3 separate regions of the Zea mays genome follow, and regions 1 and 2 are each linked to region 3. The links are chromatin contacts, called in public Hi-C maps. All regions are on one chromosome and are shown on one strand. The core of a region is the stretch at or near the end of the contact, and the rest is flanking DNA. Distances in the headings are between cores, read along the strand shown.

Evidence for each region. A called contact is a pair of places that touch in the nucleus more often than the background predicts.
Region 1: a contact with region 3 is called in a Hi-C map of bundle sheath, with 5 times the contacts expected there. The contact joins the promoter of LOC100191882 here to the promoter of LOC103647746 in region 3. A contact is called at or near these places in 6 of 25 Hi-C or Micro-C datasets (bundle sheath, ear, leaf and 2 more).
Region 2: a contact with region 3 is called in a Hi-C map of tassel, with 1.7 times the contacts expected there. The contact joins the promoter of LOC100280088 here to the promoter of LOC103647746 in region 3. A contact is called at or near these places in 6 of 25 Hi-C or Micro-C datasets (endosperm, leaf, leaf mesophyll and 2 more).

The regions. Positions count from the first base shown.
Region 1 is chr2:211,479,938-211,482,637 of Zm-B73-REFERENCE-NAM-5.0, reverse strand. LOC100191882 (putative jumonji-like transcription factor family protein) reads right to left here and starts at 1,443. Exons shown (of 6, transcript NM_001137306.1): 1 at 293-1,443; 2 at 59-189. The coding sequence starts at 1,369.
Region 2 is chr2:211,062,180-211,064,879 of Zm-B73-REFERENCE-NAM-5.0, reverse strand. It overlaps LOC100280088, which reads right to left and starts at 1,301. Exons shown (of 4, transcript NR_158543.1): 1 at 807-1,301; 2 at 143-365.
Region 3 is chr2:211,276,255-211,279,016 of Zm-B73-REFERENCE-NAM-5.0, reverse strand. It overlaps LOC103647746 (eukaryotic translation initiation factor 4G), which reads right to left and starts at 1,371. Exons shown (of 12, transcript XM_008672260.3): 1 at 1,160-1,371; 2 at 806-1,005; 3 at 514-692; 4 at 271-402; 5 at 37-95. The coding sequence starts at 954.

The DNA of each region.
Region 1 (2,700 bases), core at 194-2,693, 200 kb before region 3:
TCCTAATCCACTGATTAAGCATGCAAATAAAGCAATGGCAAGCAAATCAAAGACTAACCATTTATTAATGCAGCTGTTACAGAAGTTCTTATCACAGTTCTTGCAATTGGCCACACGTGCAGCCTTCTTCATTCCACAGCAGTGACATGTTCTTGCTGTTTTTGTCACACTCATCGCACGAGGAACAACCTAATACCAAGCAAACATCGGTAATAAGCAAATACCCAACAGAAAGCTAAACAACAAAGATCAACCTATCAGTGGTGAACAATTTAAAGATTAGCTGGGTAACCTTCACAGGACCAACAGGCAATGGCTCAGCATTCTTGGAACGATAGCACCGCTGTATGGGTGCAGGAATTTCTACACCAATCTTCACAGGAGTTGACAATGCCGCAGGTCCACTGCTACCTGGCGAGATCGTCATCAGTCCATTTGGGAGATCCCTGGTCTGGGGGTCACTCGTGGCTGCCTGAGGGGACGTCGGAGGATTGATGCTCCTCCTGCCCTTCCTCTTGTTCTTCTGCCTCTGAAGAACAACAGCAAGGACCTCCTCATCCGCTGGTAACTTCTTACCCTTGTTAGCCCTCGCGTAGTGGTACTCGCAAAAGCTAACGGTTGGGAGTGCACGGCCCGAGCAGCGCCACTTCTTCCCGTCGCTGCGACGGCAGCGGAGGTGGTCAGGAAGTGGCGGCGGGGAGTCACCACGCTCCCCTGACTTCCGACGGCGCCGGCGACGCGACGGCGTAGGGGTCTCCTCTGCTTCGTCATCGGGAGTGGCCGCTCGCTTACGGCGGCGACTGCGGCGAGGAGGGGATGGAGGAGATTCCTCGGCATCACCTTCGGTGTCGGAGTCGCCACCATCCTCTTCGCTCTCGCCGCCCGTCTCAGCGGCTTCCTCTTCACTATCGCCGTCGGTCACGGCGGTGGCTCCCTCCTCATCCTCGCCGTCGGACTCCTCCGCTTTCGCCTTCGGATCAGCACCCTTGCCATCTGCTTCGCGGTCTGAGCCAGTCTCACCAGCTTCTTCATCCGAGGCGTCAGGCTTCGCCTCCGCCTCCGTGGCCACCGTTTCAGCCTTGGCCTCGACGGCTTTGGCTTCAGGCTCTGCATCCATCTCCTCCGTTCCGTTCTCGCCAGCTTCTTCGCTGGCCTCTGCATCCATGGACTCGGTGTCGCTCTCCGATTCGTCTTCCTTCGAGTCCTCGCTCTCGGCGCTGGACTCCTCCCCAGCCTCCGCGTCCCCCGCCTCGATTTCGGACTTGGCGGCTTCGTCTAGTTCGGGATCGGACTCGGGCTCGGGCTCGGTGGGCTTCGCTCTTGGCTTTGCCCTACCCTTACCCTTTCCCCTACCGCGTCGCGGCGGCATGGCGGCGGCTGGCTAGGGTTCAGGCGAGTCGGCGGAGTCGGATTATGCTAGATCGAAGTGGGGGAAGTGGTGCGTGCACCGGCTCGGGGAGAGGAACACAGGCGCCGGCTGATGTCTGCGGATGGGGTTAAGGCTGCGCGCGTAGGGGCCACTCTCTGACTAGTCAGGGACTCATCGTCGGATGCGAAAGCTTTAACTCGGGCGGTTGCTGGCGATTCGAAAGCGTATGAAGTGAAGTTATTCAAGATCGTGGTGGGCTGCACGGGGAGCGGCCCAGCCGTGAGATTGATAATGGGTGGCTGAGATCGTACGATGTGCATTTATGGGAGGGGGTTATTTTTGATTAAGGAATCATTTGGGAGATATTTTTCGTCTGTATAGAAAGTAGAAACTATTTATGGGCGATTCAGCGGTGAGCTGCGCGTGATCTGGACCGTGTTAAATCTGGATCGAACGGTGGTAGACTATAAAGAGTTTCCTCGTTCGTATCCGTCTCTCGTGGGAATTGTAATAACTAACAAAAGCCCAGTCCATGAAGCATCACAGCACAGCATTGCCTACCCTAGAAAAAGCCGATGAGTTTGAGCCTTTCAAAAAGGCCCATAGCGCCAGCCCAAGCCACAAGCTTCAGTGCTTCACTACCCCTGGGCGCACATAATTAAAATAAAATTTTACCAAACATATAATTAAAAAATTAATAAAATGTAAAAATCTATTAAAAATAAAAATATATAGTTTCTAGAAAATGATACATTATTGCTACTCATCGCCATTTTCATGTTCTACCTTTTTCGTATCTTTTTTTCTTATCTAATTTTAGTTGTTTGTTCAACTTTTTTAAAACCAACTTGTAAGCACTTTTCATGTCATCGTTCATGTCGTCGGTGGAACAGTCTAGCAACATGTTTAATTGCTCAAATATTTTTGATTACGGAATCCACTAGCTCGTTTTGTAGAGCTCGTTCAAGATACTCTTATCCATAATAAGAGACTCGTTGCTACTATTTGTAAAATCTGTACTACATTAAGCGTGGTTTGTAGACCGCCCCCGCCCCTGATAACCACGCAACCGCCCGACCTTCGTTTTTATCGCCGTCGCGCCGCACGCTCCCGCCTCCGCTCGCCCTTCGCTCGCCCCCGCCGCAAACAGCTCGCCGAAAACCACGCAACCGTTCGACCTCCGTTTTCATCGCCGTCGCGCCGCGCCGCACGCCCCCGCCTCCGCTCGCCCTTCGCTCGCCCCCGCCGCAAAGAGCTCACCAAAAACCCCGCCCGCACACCCGCGATTCGCTCCATCCCGCCGCCAACCACAAACGCGTGACCCCGACCGC
Region 2 (2,700 bases), core at 52-2,551, 210 kb after region 3:
CAAAGTAGGATTGACAGATTAAGGAAAGTAGACAAATTTTACAGCCTAGCATGAACTACATATATAATCATGACTGAAGATAACACATGGACACATTAGTATGTAACGCAATATATCTTGTCGCATGGAAAAGGACACGTACCTTAAGGGATGTAATAAGCCTTGGTTGTTCATTACTAAGCACACCGATTTCAGATGACCAAGTATCTCCATTGCAGCAACAGTAGTGGCCAATGATACCACCTATGATGCCAGTTATAAGCTTTGAACCATTTGAGTCCATGCACTGATCTTGCCCTCCAGTCATTAGTGCAAATATCACAACCAGTACAGTGGCAATTGTGCTATTTGCTAGAACTTGGATCCTTTAAGATGTAAAGCGATATAGTAAGATACACCAGCAAGATTAATTTGACAAAACTGTAGCTGCTACGATATATCCTTTATGAAGTATGATGACATCCACATCACAAATCAATTATATGATCGAGGAAAGAAAGAAGAGGTTCACGATATGTTTTTAGCTGCTGATCTGTTTTTTTTCCTCGAACTGAGCAAAGAATGTACCAATTCGAAAATAATTTAAAGAAAAACAGATTAAGCAACACATAATGTAATTTCATCAAAGCAATCAAACATGTAAAGCTTGCAGGGAAATTCTCTAGAATCTATAACATTTTGGCTTAAGTTGGAACTGCAATTACTGTTCGGCTGTATGCATGCTGACAACAGCATAAAGTGCAAACTCTGAACAAAGGTAGTAATATGCTGAGTATCGCAAATTCCCCAAAAGAGTGTTTGGTTACCAGTTGCGCTGCCCGCCCTCCTTGAAGTTCTCCTCGATGCGGCGCTTGTGGTCCTCCCCGATCTTGGTTACCTTGGACGATGAGAAGAAGAAGGCCAGCAGCAGCGCCCCGTACCTGTAGCCGCATGAGATGTGGACCGCCATGACGACGAAGCCGGCGACCCCGCCCGAGGCGTCTAGGGAGCGGCGGCGGACCGCGCGGACGGCGATGACGGCCGCCAGCGCCGCGCCGACGGCGGACCTGGCCGCGAGGGGGGAGTCAAAGGCGTTGGGGATAGCCATGGCGGGGCGGGCGCGCTGGTGCCGCTCGGGGTCAGCAGTCAGTCGCGGTTTGCAGCCGGAGCCGCCGGTGGAGCGAATTTGTAGGGGAGTCGGGCGCGAACCCGGAGCGTGGAGATGACTCCCAGAGTCCCAGACCAGTTAACCACCACGACGGGCGACCGGGCGACTCGCAACGTGATTTTCTAAGTGATTTGGTGACCGAACAGGCTGATTTGGGGCCTGTTTGGTTTGTGGTTAAATATGCCATACTTTGCCTAAGGTTAATCGTTCGAATTGAATAACTAACCTTAGACAGAAAAGTTAGGCAAAGTGTGGCAACTGAGGTAGTGAACCAAACAGGCCCTTGCTCTGCTCGGTGAGTCGGTGCTGCTCAGTCTGTTCGGCGTGTGCGAAATCACGTGGGACGGATCAGCCTACGCGTGCTTCGACCTTTGCCTGGTGCAGCCGTGCCCGTCTCAGACCATGTTTGGTTTCAATTAATCTTAGGACTAAACTTTAGTTCCTACTTGTTTAGTTCTAGGGATTAAATAGATTCTAAAGTCATTAAATACATTGTCCACAAGACTCAAATGCCCTTGGAATACACTCATGTGGGCTTTTAGGGCCCCTTTGGTAGGACTTATTTTTCAGCTTCGGCTCTGGCTCATGCAAAAGTTGTGCCAAACACCTCTTTTTCAAATGGCTTCACCAGTGAAGTGCTTTTCCAAAATGAACTAGAGGGCATGAGCCAAAAAAAGTGGCTCACCCGGCTTCAGCTCACGTCATTTTTGCACAATAGCCCTCTCACCAATCCAAATTATTTTTTTGGTCCTGCCCTCAATCCCTAGCCACACACAATAGCCCTCCCACCAGTCCAAACTATACAAGGGTCTTTCTGAAAAACAACCTATAAGCCGTTTTGCCAAATGATTTTTCAGAATGGCTTTGGCTCATCTAAAGAAGTGGCTTCACCTCGTGAGCCAGAGCCAAAGCCGTTTTTTAAGAAGCCAGAGCCCTGTCAAAGGGGCCCTTAGTCTCTTTTAGCACCTATGTGAAGGACTAAAGACTAAATCATTTTAGTCCATATTTTAGTCCTATTGTTTGGCAAAAAAGGGACTAAATGGGACTAAAAACTAGAGACTAATCTTTAGTCCCTCTAACCAAACACCCCCTCAGTACGATTTTTTTCATTTGCATTTAAGTAGTTGTCATGTAAACATTATAGATAAGAGCTAGTTTAGAAACCCTATTTTCTCAAAAGATTTCTATAAAAAATAAACTAATTTTTCTTAAAAAATAGAAATTACTTGGAAAAATGAGATTCTCAAACCATCCTCAAGGGCTCATTTGGGAACCCAATTTTTATGTTATTTTCATTTTCGAAAATTAGCTCATTTTTCCTTTAAAAATAGGATTTTTTTTTTGAAAAAAATAGAGTTTCCAAACTACTTTTAATAGAAGTTTTACGGCGACGAAAGTCTTTTAATACGATTAACAACCCTCTATAAATCGCCATAAAATAAAACTCTTATTGAAAATTGGTGTCTCATTTATATTTATTTTATATGAATAACGGTCTTAAAAACAACTCCAGTTCTTAAATAGCTTTTAAAGAGAAGCAGTTTTTTTAACGT
Region 3 (2,762 bases), core at 122-2,621:
CCAAACTGGACATAAAAAGGGATAACAAAAGCATACCGGCAGCCCATTCATATTTATACTACCAAACTGAAAGTTAAACCCCTTTGGTGGTTCCCCTGAAAAGAAATCAACAAGAAAAATAAGGTGGTTAACCATGCAGTATACACCCTACCTAAAATAGGGTTTCGTTAGCCAGAGCAAAAAAGGTGGGCAATGCCACCATAGATGGTCATCATGCACATGCAAAAACATGTAATAGTGTATATAACATCGAAGAAAATTGTGGCAAACCTTTCGATCCTCCCTGAGGAAGGGGTGGGTTAGAGCTTTTTGGTGGAGCCCTTGGAGCAGCATGAGTAGCTTTAGGTAATGGCGGATTAGCCGGCCTGTCGCTGGCAGCTGATGAAGATGACACTTGTGGACCTGGTGAGTCAAAGAAAAACACATGCAATCAAAGGAACACATCGGTTCGTATTTGCACCATTCCAGAGGCAATACAAGATAGCAGAAGAACAGGACACCTCACTCACTCACCTTGAGGTTGCGGCCATGGTGCGGATATGGGAACATGCACAGCCGCATTCTGAGGTGCAGGTGGCGGTCGCGCAGGAGTTTGGTGGGGGGCAGGCGCGGGGGCAGGTTGGAAACCGGTTGTGTCGGGCTGGTTCACCACCCTCTGCTGCCCGCCGTGGCCATTGCCGGGCTTCCTAAAGCTGCAATCGAGATCCAAAAGTCTCATCAAAACCCTATCATCCCTGGCGAGATCAAACCAATCGTGCGGCGCAGAAGCAGAGGACGATCAGAATCAACGAGGTCAGTAATTTACCTGCGGTTGGTAGAAAGAGGAGGCTGGCCTGAGGATCCCGCGCCGCCCTTGCCCGCGCCGCCGACTCCGCCTCCGCGGTGGCCGCCGAAGCTGCTGGACCGGCCGGGTCTCCTGGCGTGCCCCTCGCCCCTGTCACCTCGCTGGGACATAAATCCCCTTCTCTCCTCACCGATATCCTCCTCCTTCCCCGTATGACAGCCCTGATCCAATCACGCACACAAACAGAAAAGTAAAACATAAATCACTCCTAACAACGAAATCGCAACGAACCCTAGTGCGAAGCTGTCAGTCGTTCAAAGCCACGGACGGCGGCGCAGCGGCGAAATCCCGGCGGCGGGTAAGCGAGAGGCGTACCTGAGGGCCCCGGAGGCGGCGGCGCCTAGGGTTTGGTCGTGGCCAGTGCGTGTAGGCAACACGGGGGAATTGTGTTGGGTTTGGGTTGGGGGGAGGGGAGAAGTGTAAGCGAAGCGAGAGGAAGGGAGGCCGTCTCTCTCTAGTAGTAGGAAATTGAAGGCGATTACGGAAGGAACAAAAGTGTAACAAACCGTATCTTAGATGAGTTTAAGCGGTCAAGGGGCCCCGATCGGACGGACGGAGCTGGGTGGCTGGCGTCCGCTCACGGGGGCCGCGTTGTGCGCCTTGGGCCTAGTTGAAAGCGGCCACGCGCGCCTGAGCTTCCCGGGACTGCAATGTTTGTTTGGGTTGGGCCGAGTGCACGATGCCAACATTGCTGGGGCATCGTATATGACATGTTTCCGTGGCCTTAAAATAACAAATTTGCAAGCAAGATTCACTTCATCCACTTTTGGTCTTGTTCTTTTATTCCAATTCCACATAGATTATAATATACTGTAGTGAATTGAAATGAATTTTGACTTACTATAGATTTTTATCAACTCAATATCATTCAATCCACATGGATTAGTGTTGAAACGAACAAGCCCTTAGAGTGGCTTCATTATTACATCTAAGATATGTCAAGTTGTTTGACTAAGTTCACTAAGATTTACTACAATCTGCTAAGTTCTCAAAGATTGTTACACTTTTACATAGTCTATAGGTAAGGATATGTTCTAAACCCATCCAAGAGTGACCAATATAGCATTATATTAATGTTGAAGCTACAGGGTTCAAACGAAATTTTGGTGGCGTAACCCCTTTGTTCTCCACATGCACGCCTAAATATTGTGCAGTGAAGAACAACATAGGTAATAGCACTGAAATTTTGATCGAACCATAGAGCTCGTCATAAACATCATGCTATATCGATCACTCTGAGGCTGTCCAAATAATGGATAATTCCAGACCGGTAAATCTCACTTGTGTTACTCATGTGAGAAGTGCCGATCTGAAACGAGTGACACATAAGTTTTGTCACTCTCTCTACACCAAAAATATAAACTTCATACGATTTCTTAACTTTCTACACCATTTATGATAAACCGTAGGAAAATTACCAACTTCCGGGAAGCTACTGGTAGCTCTAGGAAATAAACATAACTTCTTATGGTTTGTTATAAAAGCTGTAGGAAGTTAGCTTTAAGCTGTTGATCAACGAGTGCGGTCAAACAAGCTGCTAACTTCATACGGCCTCCTCTAGAAAGTTAGCCGCCCTGCTAACTTCCTACGGCCACATATAGGAAGTTAGCCGCCCCTGCTAACTTCCTACGATCGTCTATAGGAAGTTAAGTAACTTTCTAGAGTACTTGTACAAGTTCTAGAAAGTTAGCTGTGGCGGCTAACTTTTTACGACTTTGCTCTAAGAAGTTATATTTTTTACCTTCATCCTCGGGTCTACCTTTATCTACCTTCATCCCCGTCATTTTACCTTCATCTCTGAGTCCAAGCCGCCGCTCCTCGCCCCGCCGCGCCGGGCTTGCCACGCGCCGCTAACTTTCTAGAGGCTACCGTTATTATAGGGCTAGCACTGAACTTGACGCCGACACAAGGGGCGACC